Regions from separate parts of the Sorghum bicolor genome. Here region 1 is linked to region 2. Evidence: chromatin contacts called from public HiCAR-type data. All regions are on one chromosome and are shown on one strand. Each heading gives the region's core, a stretch centred on a gene start, on an enhancer-like site or on the middle of the called end of the contact. The rest is flanking DNA. Distances are from core to core; before and after follow the strand shown. Region 1 holds the start of LOC8062833 (protein trichome birefringence-like 12). Region 2 holds the start of LOC110431730 (U-box domain-containing protein 33-like).

Region 1 (5,289 bases), core at 606-3,105, 140 kb after region 2:
CCCGGCAGCGCCTGCCATTTGCCCCGCATTGGTGAAGCTCAGAGCCCGGGGATTCTGCAGCCATGTCTCTTTCCGCTCGGTGTCTCAGATTTCTTGCTCGTCAGAGTTATCTGGTACTGATAGAGGTCATGGCAAGGAGATGGAGGAGTCAGAATTCAGTGACGAGATATATGCCGAGAATGGCGCTGAAGAGGACGATGAGACAGAGGATTTAATTTGGAGCAAAGAAGAGATTGATGCTATTTCGGCGCTCTTCGACCGGCCGATGCGCCAGAAGCCCCTGAAGCCGCCAAACCCCGCGAGGCAGAGGGCGCTCCCATTGCCACTGCCGCACAAGACGAGGCTGCCCGTCGCTCCTGCGCCGAAGCAGCACGTCCGCCTCGCTGCAAGAGCGGGGCTCTCTTCTCGCGCTTCCGTCAGCGACCAGGTGCGCAAGAACCCGGAGTTCCTCCTCGGGATTTCCCGGGAGATCGCCGTGCTTCCTCCAGAGCACGATGTCTCCACGGTGCTCGACCGGTGGGCGAGGTTCCTCCGGAAAGGCTCCTTGTCACTTACCATTCGTGAGCTTGGGCACATGGGGCTCCCAGAGCGCGCGCTGCAGACATTGTGCTGGGCTCAGAGGCAGAAAGCTGTGCCATTGTTCCCTGACGACCGGGTTCTTGCTTCGGCCATCGAAGTTTTGGCACGCTTTGACCAGCTCAGAGTGGACTCTGCGCTGGAGCAATGTGTCCCCACGGCCAGCCGTGCCGTTCTTGAGGCCATGGCGAGCGGGTTCATCAGGGCAGGGAAAGTAGATCGTGTGCGCAAACTCCTGGAACTTGCAAGGATCAATAACAGGACGCTGCACCCCAGCATCTACGTGAAGTTGATGTTGGAAGCCACCCGGACACCTGAAGGCTATGGGCTTGCATCGGCATTGGTCGATGAGCTCGGCGAGAGACCGGACTTGGAGCTGCGTCCGCAGGACTGCACGGCTGTCATGAAGGTCTGCATAAAGCTCCGACGGTACGCAGCTGTCGAGAGCCTGTTCAGCTGGTTCAGGGAGTCCACTGGTAGCCCCACAGTGGTGATGTACACGACAGTGATCCACAGCCGCTGCCGTGACGGGAGGCACCGCGAGGCGCTGTCCCTGGTGTGGGAAATGGAGCAGGCAGGCTGCCTGCTTGATCTGCCGGCCTACCGAGTTATTGTCAAGTTGTGCGTGGCATTGCAGGATCCAGAAAGGGCTCTCCGCTATTTGTCAAGGATGAAGGAGGCTGGGTTCATTCCAACCGGCGACATGTACGACAGTCTGATCGAGGGCTATTTGGCAGATGGAAGGCTGGCCAAGTGCCGACAGCTGATCAAAGATGCCGAGTCGGCCGGCGTGAAGCTGGACAGGAGGCTGCTTTCGCAGTTGTCGGGAATCGGAGGCAGACATCCTTAGTTGACTCTGATGAGTGTTGTTGACATGTGTTATGCACGGGTAGAATCAGGACAGGAACACCAAACTGTGTAGAAGCAAATTATCTGTAGCATTTATTGTAGAGTAATAGCAAGTGTAACTTGACAGAAGATTGTGAGCTATTCTTTTGGTTGTTGCCCAGTTACCCTTGTACTTTCCAGTAAAAATCCTGAAACTGCTAATGCATGCATGCAAGTTCCTCTTCTGACCATGCCATAAACAGTCTCTTTTAAGCTCTTAATCGATGCAAGAACTGGGTTTCTGAAGCTGTAGCTTCAAGACTGCCCAGTCAGCAGTGATGAATTTGTGTAGTTCGATGCCAGGAGCCCAGGAGACTGCTCAATGCTGAATTTGTGTTCATCCTTGAAGAGAAAGCCTTGGAGTCCTGACAAAATTTTTGGGCATACTTAGAGACACCAGTGTTCACTGTGACTATGATCACAGCATCAGTGCATCGAACCGTAGAAAAGATTTGTAATTATACCTAGTGCTTTTATTTGTGCTGTAACATTTGTTACCCTCATTGTTGAAGGAAGCACCAGATTGCAGAAGCAGGTTTTCTTGTCGTTGCTGCCGAGTTCCGCCTGTACTTCTCAAGCAAGCGATGATTTCGTGACAAGGATGAATTTGGTTGCTGCCATGAGCTTAAGCTGAAATCCTGAAACTGCTAATATGCCTGCCTGCAAGTTAAACCTTTTGCTGCATTCTTCCTTCTAACCTTACAAAGTTACAGCGAACAAGTATTTGTCTCTTGTAAGCTTTTTTATCACTCGCAGCAAGTAATGAACATCTGAAGCTGCACCTTCAAGATTGATCACTGCTGAATTCGTCTACTTTTATTTATGCCAGTGGACTGATCAATGCTGGATTGGTGTTCATCCATGGATCCGGAGAGGTCTGATAATGTTGGCATACTTTGGTTTGGTGACCTATTACCATAACTCTATGAGCACGGCATCACTGCATCGATCGTATCTGGGAAATAGTCTTGACACAAGAAATTTGCTTTACGCCACTTGCAAATTGCAAAAGCTGCAGAAAGCCAAACCAGCAAGGGTACCCAAACGGCAAGAACATAGAAAACGTTTAGATCGAGAGACCAGAGGGAGGGGAAGGGGAGGGAAAAGGAAAACTGAGCAGGAGGCCGGTGTCTGGGTGCCCGCCGTCGCCAGAGGCGGGCACAATGCCGCGTCTCCGCCTCCCTCTGGTCCTCCTCCTCCCCATAGCCCTCACCCTCCTGCTCTTCCTCCTCTTCCCATCTTCCCCACGCCCGCGCTCGCCCCCGCCGCAGCCGCTCCCCTGCGGCGCCGCGCTCTCCGATGCGGCCGACGGCCGGTGGGTGCCGACCCCGTCGCCCGCGCCGCCGCCACTCTATTCTCCGTCCTGCCCCTTCCACCGCAATGCCTGGAACTGCCTCCGCAACGGCAGGCCCCAGCTCCCGGCGCTCTCCTGGGCGCCCACCCGCTGCGGTGGCGCCGTCGTACCGAGGATCGACGCCGCGGGGTTCCTGGCCGCGGCCAGGGGGCGACGGATTGGGCTCGTGGGTGACTCACTGTCTGAGAACCTCGTTGTCGCGCTCCTCTGCGCGCTCCGCTCGGCGGACGACGGCGCCCGCAAGTGGAAGCGGCGTGGCGCGTGGCGCGGAGGGTACTTCCCGAAGGAGGACGTCGTCGTTGCTTACCACCGCGCCGTCCTGCTCGCCAAGTACACGTCAGTGAGTGCTCTATGCTACTGATAGCTGCTGCTTTACCTGTTTGTTTAGTTTTTAACATAGCAATAATTAAAAGAGCAATCCTTCTAGTACTTCTCTGAGATTACCATGAATGGTACCTAGACTAGATAAGAGGTGTTAGCATCCTCTCATTAATGCATTGCCTTGGATGCAGAGAGCGCAGTTGCAAATTTGTGAGTAAGGAGGGCAGATAGAAAATATGAGTTTATCTATCTACTACGTTTGCAGTAGTTGTAGTTTTCTACATTGCAGCAGTAGTTATATCTGAGATGAGATGTTTCAGTTGCTTGGCTTGTTTAGGATACAAACATGCGTCCGAGAAGAGTTCTTAGAAATTGGAACAACTATTGAAACATTTAAAAATGTAAGACTGCAGTGCGGTGCCATTACATGAGGTAGAGGGCACGATCTGAGTCATGTGGGGAATTCTATAAAAAATGATCTTCAAGGAAGATGCACATGCAACAAACACGTACTGCATTCCCATAGATGACTAGAAAGCACAAAAACAACACACACATTTTACAATTCAAATTGTTCATGTTTTTAAAAGGGGCTAATTGTTGATGATCGGTAAACCATAATTCTATTTCTAGATGTATAGGAAAGATACTCCACTAGTGGTGCATGCTGCAACACAGTTCACTAAAAAAATTATTTTACACATTAGCCAGCCTGTGTTTTCAACTTTCTCACCATAATTAAACTGTTCTGATCCATAAGCATGCAAAATGTCTGTTTTATCTTTTTTTGCCTTTTTTCTCGAACGACACAGAAGAGCTGTGTGGCATTTCATTAAGAAGAGAAAGAATACAAGGAGAGGCCAGCAGCCAAGTCCCAAGGATATCTAGTTACAGATGCACCACTTACAATAGAGACTCAACCTCGACCAAGCAGGCCTTGATCTAGATGTCAAGGTTAAGTGACCTGATGAGTAGTTAGTGGAGGTTAAGTGACCTGATGAGTAGTTAGTGGAGAGCTGATGCACCAGCCAAAGACCACAAGTTACTTCCATTTGCCACTGCCTGTAATACTACCGAAATACAAGGCCTTGCACCCTCAAACAACACAAGCATTGTGATGTTTCCATATCTCCCTAGACAGAAGGATGATGAGGGAATTCTTCTCTTTCTTGATATCCTTAGGAACAGTTTTGACCCAATTTTAGGAACACCATGGCACCAATTGGCAGCAGGTTGAGGAGCAAGGGCAGCCAGGCCCAATTTTTGGATGATAAACAACCAAACCTGCCTTGTAAAAAAGACATAGGAGACTAGAATATGTTGAATTGTCTCATCTTTATCACAAAGGGACAAGCACTGGGATGCGGCAGCCCTTAGCCAAATGATCTGACGTCCAGTATGTATTCTTGATCACCAACCAGAAAAAGAAACTTGCAGCGGAGCTGGGCCCATGATTTCCAGATGCATTTTCATTGCACAAACTTGATGGAACCGAGAAAATATGCATTGTAAGCTGGCTTACTATTATAGGACCCTGATTGGGTTAGCGCCATATGTTTTGGTCTGGCACTTTTTGCTGCAAAGCAAAGTTATCTAGCAGATCCCACAGGACTTGTACAGTCAGTGCTCCCTTAATGTCTGCCACCCATCTCCTGCCATCAACAGCTTGGGAGACTGTCCACTGCTTAATTGCTTGTTTAGAGATTATCTTGATCAGGTTTGGAGCAAGCTCTGCCACTGTTTTTCCTTGCGACCAGTGATCAATCGAGAACCTGCTATCAAGATCTCCTGCAAACTAGGCTTGAGCATTACATGGCCATGAATTGGTAAACCAGCCCATGGCCAATCATCCTCAATTTTCTGTAACTAGAGCCAACATATGCACAAAGCCCATCCCATGATCTTGAAGTTTGTTATGCCTAAGCCACCATACTTGAGGGGTCGCTCAACGTGCTCCCAGGAGACAAGAAATTACATCCATTTACTTGCTCCCTACCTTTCCAGAGAAAGCCCCTTTCTCTCTTGTCAATAGCTTTGATAACCCACTTACGTAAGGCCTTGTTTAGTTCCCAAAGGAAAAAATTTCACGACACTGTAGCAGTTTCGTTTGTTTGTAGTAATTATTGTCTAACCATGGACTGACTAGGCTC
Region 2 (4,912 bases), core at 1,770-4,269:
CGAAACGCCCCGTGTGGTTGATGTGGAGGAAATGTTTGCTGATGATGTGAATCAAGAGCAGGTCGCTGCACAATCTGGGAGCGAGTATGAAGATGTAAAAGGTGGTATGTATCAAAGCAAAAATCAGCCAGGGAAGAGCACAGAAGAGATCGCTTCCTCTCATAGCAGGCCCAAGTCAGTCACACATTCTGCAGCTGAGTCTGCTGTTGCCATTGAGGAATTGGATGACTCAGGCTTCTCAGATGATGAGAATACCACCACCTCTGCTCCCCCTGCAAAATCCTCAGCTGGTAGTTCTACACCTGCACAATCAAGCAGTGGTGCTTCTGCTCGGTCTACTAATGGTCCCTCTTTGCTATCTCGTCCTGCTGGCCTTGGATCATCGTCTTCCCTGTCGCAGCCTCCTGTGCGTTCTGTTCAACAGGTCCGTGCCAACAGGCCATCCGCTGTGGATAGGGGAACCCAGGAGGCCACTGAATCTGCTGAGGACGATAGAGATGAGAATGATGAAATCCACGAAAAGCTTCAAATGATCCGGGTTAAGTTTCTTCGTCTCGCTGACAGGTTTGGGCAAACTTCTCATAATATGGTCGTTTCACAGGTTCTGTATCGGCTTGGGCTGGCAGAACAACTTAGAAGAACTACTGCTAATGGGACGTTTAGCATTGACCGTGCAAGAGAGATGGCAGAACGTCTTGAAGCTGCTGGAAATGAGCCCCTTGATTTTTCATGCACCATCTTGGTTCTTGGTAAAACTGGGGTCGGTAAGAGTGCTACCATTAATTCAATCTTTGATGATACCAGGTTGGATACAAATGCTTTTGATTCTAGTACTAGGAAGGTTCAAGAAGTAGTTGGTATGGTTGAGGGAATCAAAGTAAAAGTGATTGATACACCTGGACTTTCCTGCTCATCTTTAGAACAACACCACAACCAGAAGGTTCTCAATTCTGTCAAGAGAATTATTAGCAAAAACCCTCCGGATATTGTTCTTTATTTTGATAGGTTGGATATGCAGAGCAGGGACAATGGTGATGTCCCTCTTTTGCAAACCATCACAAAAGTGTTTGGAGCATCAGTTTGGTTTAATGCCATTGTTGTGTTAACTCATGCTGCATCTGCGCCACCAGATGGGCAGAATGGAATTCCTCTGAGCTATGAGATGTTTGTCACCCAGAGATCTCATGTAGTGCAGCAAGCTATAAGGCAAGCTGCTGGTGATGTCCGTCTTATGAACCCAGTATCCCTGGTGGAAAACCACTCAGCATGCAGGACAAATAGGGCTGGCCAGAGGGTATTGCCAAATGGACAAGTCTGGAAGCCACAGCTACTGCTGCTTTGTTTTGCTTCAAAGGTGTTAGCAGAAGCCAATGTGCTCCTCAAGTTGCAGGATAGTCCCATGAGTAAACTTTCTCGTACAAGGATTCCTCCACTGCCTTTCCTCCTTTCTTCCCTTCTTCAGTCTCGTGCCCCATTGAAGTTACCAGAGGAGCAATTTGGTGGTGATGATGATGATCTTGAAGATGATTCGGCAGATGATTCTGATTCAGATGATGGTTCAGATTATGATGATTTACCTCCATTTAAGCGTCTCACAAAAGCTCAGCTTGCCAAGCTGAACAAGGAGCAGAGGAAGGCCTATCTTGAGGAGCTAGATTACAGAGAGAAGTTGTTCTACCGAAAACAGCTGAAAGAGGAAAGCAAGCGTCGTAAATTGATGAAGAAAATGGCAGCAGAAGCCAGTGCTCGAGCAAATGATTTCGGTAACAGCAACTTAGAAGATGATTCTAATACTCCAACTAATGTTTCAGTGCCTATGCCTGACATGGTACTGCCCTCATCTTTTGATTCTGGCTATCCTAGCCATCGCTATCGTTTTTTGGATACACCAAGTGAATGGCTTGTCAGACCTGTATTGGAAACCCAGGGCTGGGACCATGATGTTGGTTATGAGGGACTTAATGTTGAAAGGTTGTTTGCTGTAAAAGGTAAAGTTCCTCTATCCGTGTCTGGCCAGCTTACAAAAGACAAGAAGGATTGCTCCCTGCAAATGGAGGCTGCAAGTTCAATTAAGCATGCTGAGGGTAAGACTACTTCACTTGGGCTTGATTTGCAGTCTGTTGGCAAGGATATGGCATACACAATTCGTGGTGAATCGAGATTTAAGAACTTCAGGCGCAACAATACAGCTGCTGGGATATCTGCCACGCTCCTTGGGGATTCAGTATCAGCTGGTGTGAAGATTGAGGACAAACTGATAGTGAACAAGCAGCTCAGGGTCCTGATTAGCGGTGGGGCCATGAGTGGGAGGGGAGATGTGGCGTATGGAGGCCGCCTCGAAGCAACAATGAGGGACAAAGATTACCCGATTGGGCGGATGCTTTCCACTATCGCGTTATCTGTTGTGGATTGGCATGGGGATCTGGCAATTGGCTGCAACATCCAGTCTCAGATCCCTGCTGGAAGAGCTAGCAACTTGGTTGGCCATGCGAATCTAAGCAACAAGGGGACTGGCCAATTCGGGATTCGCCTGAACAGCTCGGAGCATCTTGAGATCGCACTCGTTGCTCTCGTGCCAATATTCCAAAACATTATGAAGCTGTTACAGAATTATTACTCAGAATCTGGCTAGTATTTTTTCCATTTAAGCCTGAGAAAACAGTGAGCAGAGCATCATAGGTTAAAATCTAGCATAAATTAGAACTTTTTACTTTCAATTTATTTTGTTCTTTTGTTACCAACTTTTGTAACTATGCTCTCCCTGGGCTCTTTCTTTTTGTGACAGTACTCATCTAATGTAAGGCTTTTCCCTGAGCTCTTTCTGATGAAGCTGGATTGGAGAATTCATCGTGTCACTTTGTCAGATTTCTGGGCATACTCTATTGCTATATTATATTAACATCTGAATCCTAGTGCATTCCGAGCCTTTTTTTTTTTTCAAAAGTTGGATAATTGTAATTTTCCAAGTCAGAGCGAAACAAACGAACCAGTCAATGACGTTTCACAGAAATTCCTCCTGAAAACGAGTCACCAAAACTGCTTTGTTCGTTTGAGCTTATCAGCCAAATTTACTAGCTATTTAGCAGTTTTTTTCTGTCACAACAAATCTTTCTGTCTGCCTTCCGGGCTACACGTTTTATCTTACCAGTAACTACGGATGCTGTCACATCTGATGGGCTTGTCCAGGAGACTTTTTCGTTCTTTTTCAGACGGCCCCGGGGCCCGGGGGAGGGACGTTGACAAGTTGCGCGTAGCTGAGAAGATTCCCTGTTTCGAGGGGGCAGAAATTTCCATCTCCTTTTCTGCGCTTCAGTCTCACCGCAGATGAGTCGCCGCCAAGGTAACGACTCCTACAATCTTCTTTTTATTTTTATTATCTACCTCTACCTTCTGATCCCATGCTCCTATTCATAAATTCACGCGTGCTTTTAGGCTACCCGGAGTCTAGTGAGACTGCACGAAATTCTTATGAGCTCTGCTCTTCTCAGTTCTTAATAAGTTCCTCTGAATATTAACTAAGGTCTATGGCTGCCTCTGGATATCTTTTACTGCATGTATGAGCGTACCTGACGCCATGGCTCCAGTGTTTTTGTGGTGCGATAGCCTTGCTAACTGTTCTTCTTCCTGAATTTGTTCCCCATGGATAATAGCTTGCTCCGGTTTTGGTTTCCGTTCTTGGCACGGATGGGAAATAGAAGCCAAACCTCCTATCACCTAATTGATAAGACCGTCAGGCATGGACATGCTAAGACCTTTTTCATGTAGTTACAGAATTAGATAACAAGTAATCCTTATCCCTTACTCTTAACTGCTTATTATAACATGATTATTTTGTTTCAGGTGCTAGCTCAAGCTCTTACAGTGTATCATCATTCATGTCCGATGAATTGGACTACTCAGATTCGTTGTCCTTGCACGAGGACAGCAGTACCGAGCACAGTGGCTCTAGGTCGGAGCTTCTGTCGTCCCTCTCAGTTGATCTGAAGATGCCCCCAACAGAACATGTTCAGAGTCCGGCACCTCATAGAGATCTGGTTTGCACCAAACTTAGCATCCTGGTTCTTTATTGAGCTGTACCCTGAACTGTTTCTTTTGGTGGATGTTCATCAATTGAAGCAAGTATCCTTTGTGATGCATCTGTAACTTATGGACAGGAAGATATGGATTTTGATGCCGACTTGCAAGATAGACTTCAGAAGGCCTTTGATGAGATTGTCAAGTTGAAGAAAGAAAACCTTGAAGAGTCTTGCCAGCGCCAACAGGTTGAGAAGGAGCTCCTAGTCGTCCGCAAGAAAGTAAACTTCTTTTGCATTTTTTTTGTTCTGAACTTCGTTTGCATTTTTTTTGTTCTTACTTTCTTCACTAATGTATGTTTTTAATCCACACTCAAGTATGGAAACACATTATAGTGTCATGAGTAAATTATTGTTGCAATATTAATCTGTCACTAGGAAGCACATGTTCCATCCATCCTATGTACATAATATCTAGTTAATATTTTTTAAACTATATCTAGTTAATATAGCTACCTTTTCAGGCTAAGAAACTACAGGATCACCTCTTAAAAGAGCTACAGCACTCGAAAGGATTTGAGGAAGCTCGTGCTGCAGATCAGCGCTTGATACAAAAGCTTAAAAAGGATATTGAACTGCTAAAGATCCAGCGTGATGAATATCTTGAAAAGTTTCATCAGGCAAGTGACCAGATCTTGCTTCAACCTTTAGGAGCAGCTAAGGAAGCTCATGAACAGGATAAACATGAGATAGAAACACTGAGAGAAGGAATTAGTCAGCTTAAGATCCACCGAGACGAATACCTTGCAAAGTTCCAGGAGAAAAATAAGCCCAAGTTGGCGCCGGTGCAGTATGTTTCTGATACTAATGTTATAGAAAATGATTCGGAATCATACAGA

What was found. HiCAR-type assays count read pairs that join an accessible place to other places.
Region 1: a HiCAR-type map of leaf shows a contact between it and region 2, with 4 times the contacts expected there. The contact joins the promoter of LOC8062833 here to the promoter of LOC110431730 in region 2. A contact is called at or near these places in 1 of 4 Hi-C or Micro-C datasets (leaf mesophyll) and 1 of 1 datasets of contacts at active chromatin or transcription factors (leaf).

What each region holds. Positions count from the first base shown.
Region 1 is chr1:59,139,940-59,145,228 of Sorghum_bicolor_NCBIv3, forward strand. It overlaps LOC8062833 (protein trichome birefringence-like 12), which reads left to right and starts at 1,856. Exons shown (of 4, transcript XM_021447815.1): 1 at 1,856-3,158. The coding sequence starts at 2,628. It overlaps LOC8062832 (pentatricopeptide repeat-containing protein At2g01860), which reads left to right. Exons shown (of 1, transcript XM_002464938.2): 1 at 1-1,655. The coding sequence ends at 1,426.
Region 2 is chr1:59,000,444-59,005,355 of Sorghum_bicolor_NCBIv3, forward strand. LOC110431730 (U-box domain-containing protein 33-like) reads left to right here and starts at 3,020. Exons shown (of 7, transcript XM_021451179.1): 1 at 3,020-3,340; 2 at 3,841-4,034; 3 at 4,155-4,295; 4 at 4,538-4,863. The coding sequence starts at 3,325. It overlaps LOC8058121 (translocase of chloroplast 120, chloroplastic), which reads left to right. Exons shown (of 2, transcript XM_002464931.2): 2 at 1-2,843. The coding sequence ends at 2,632.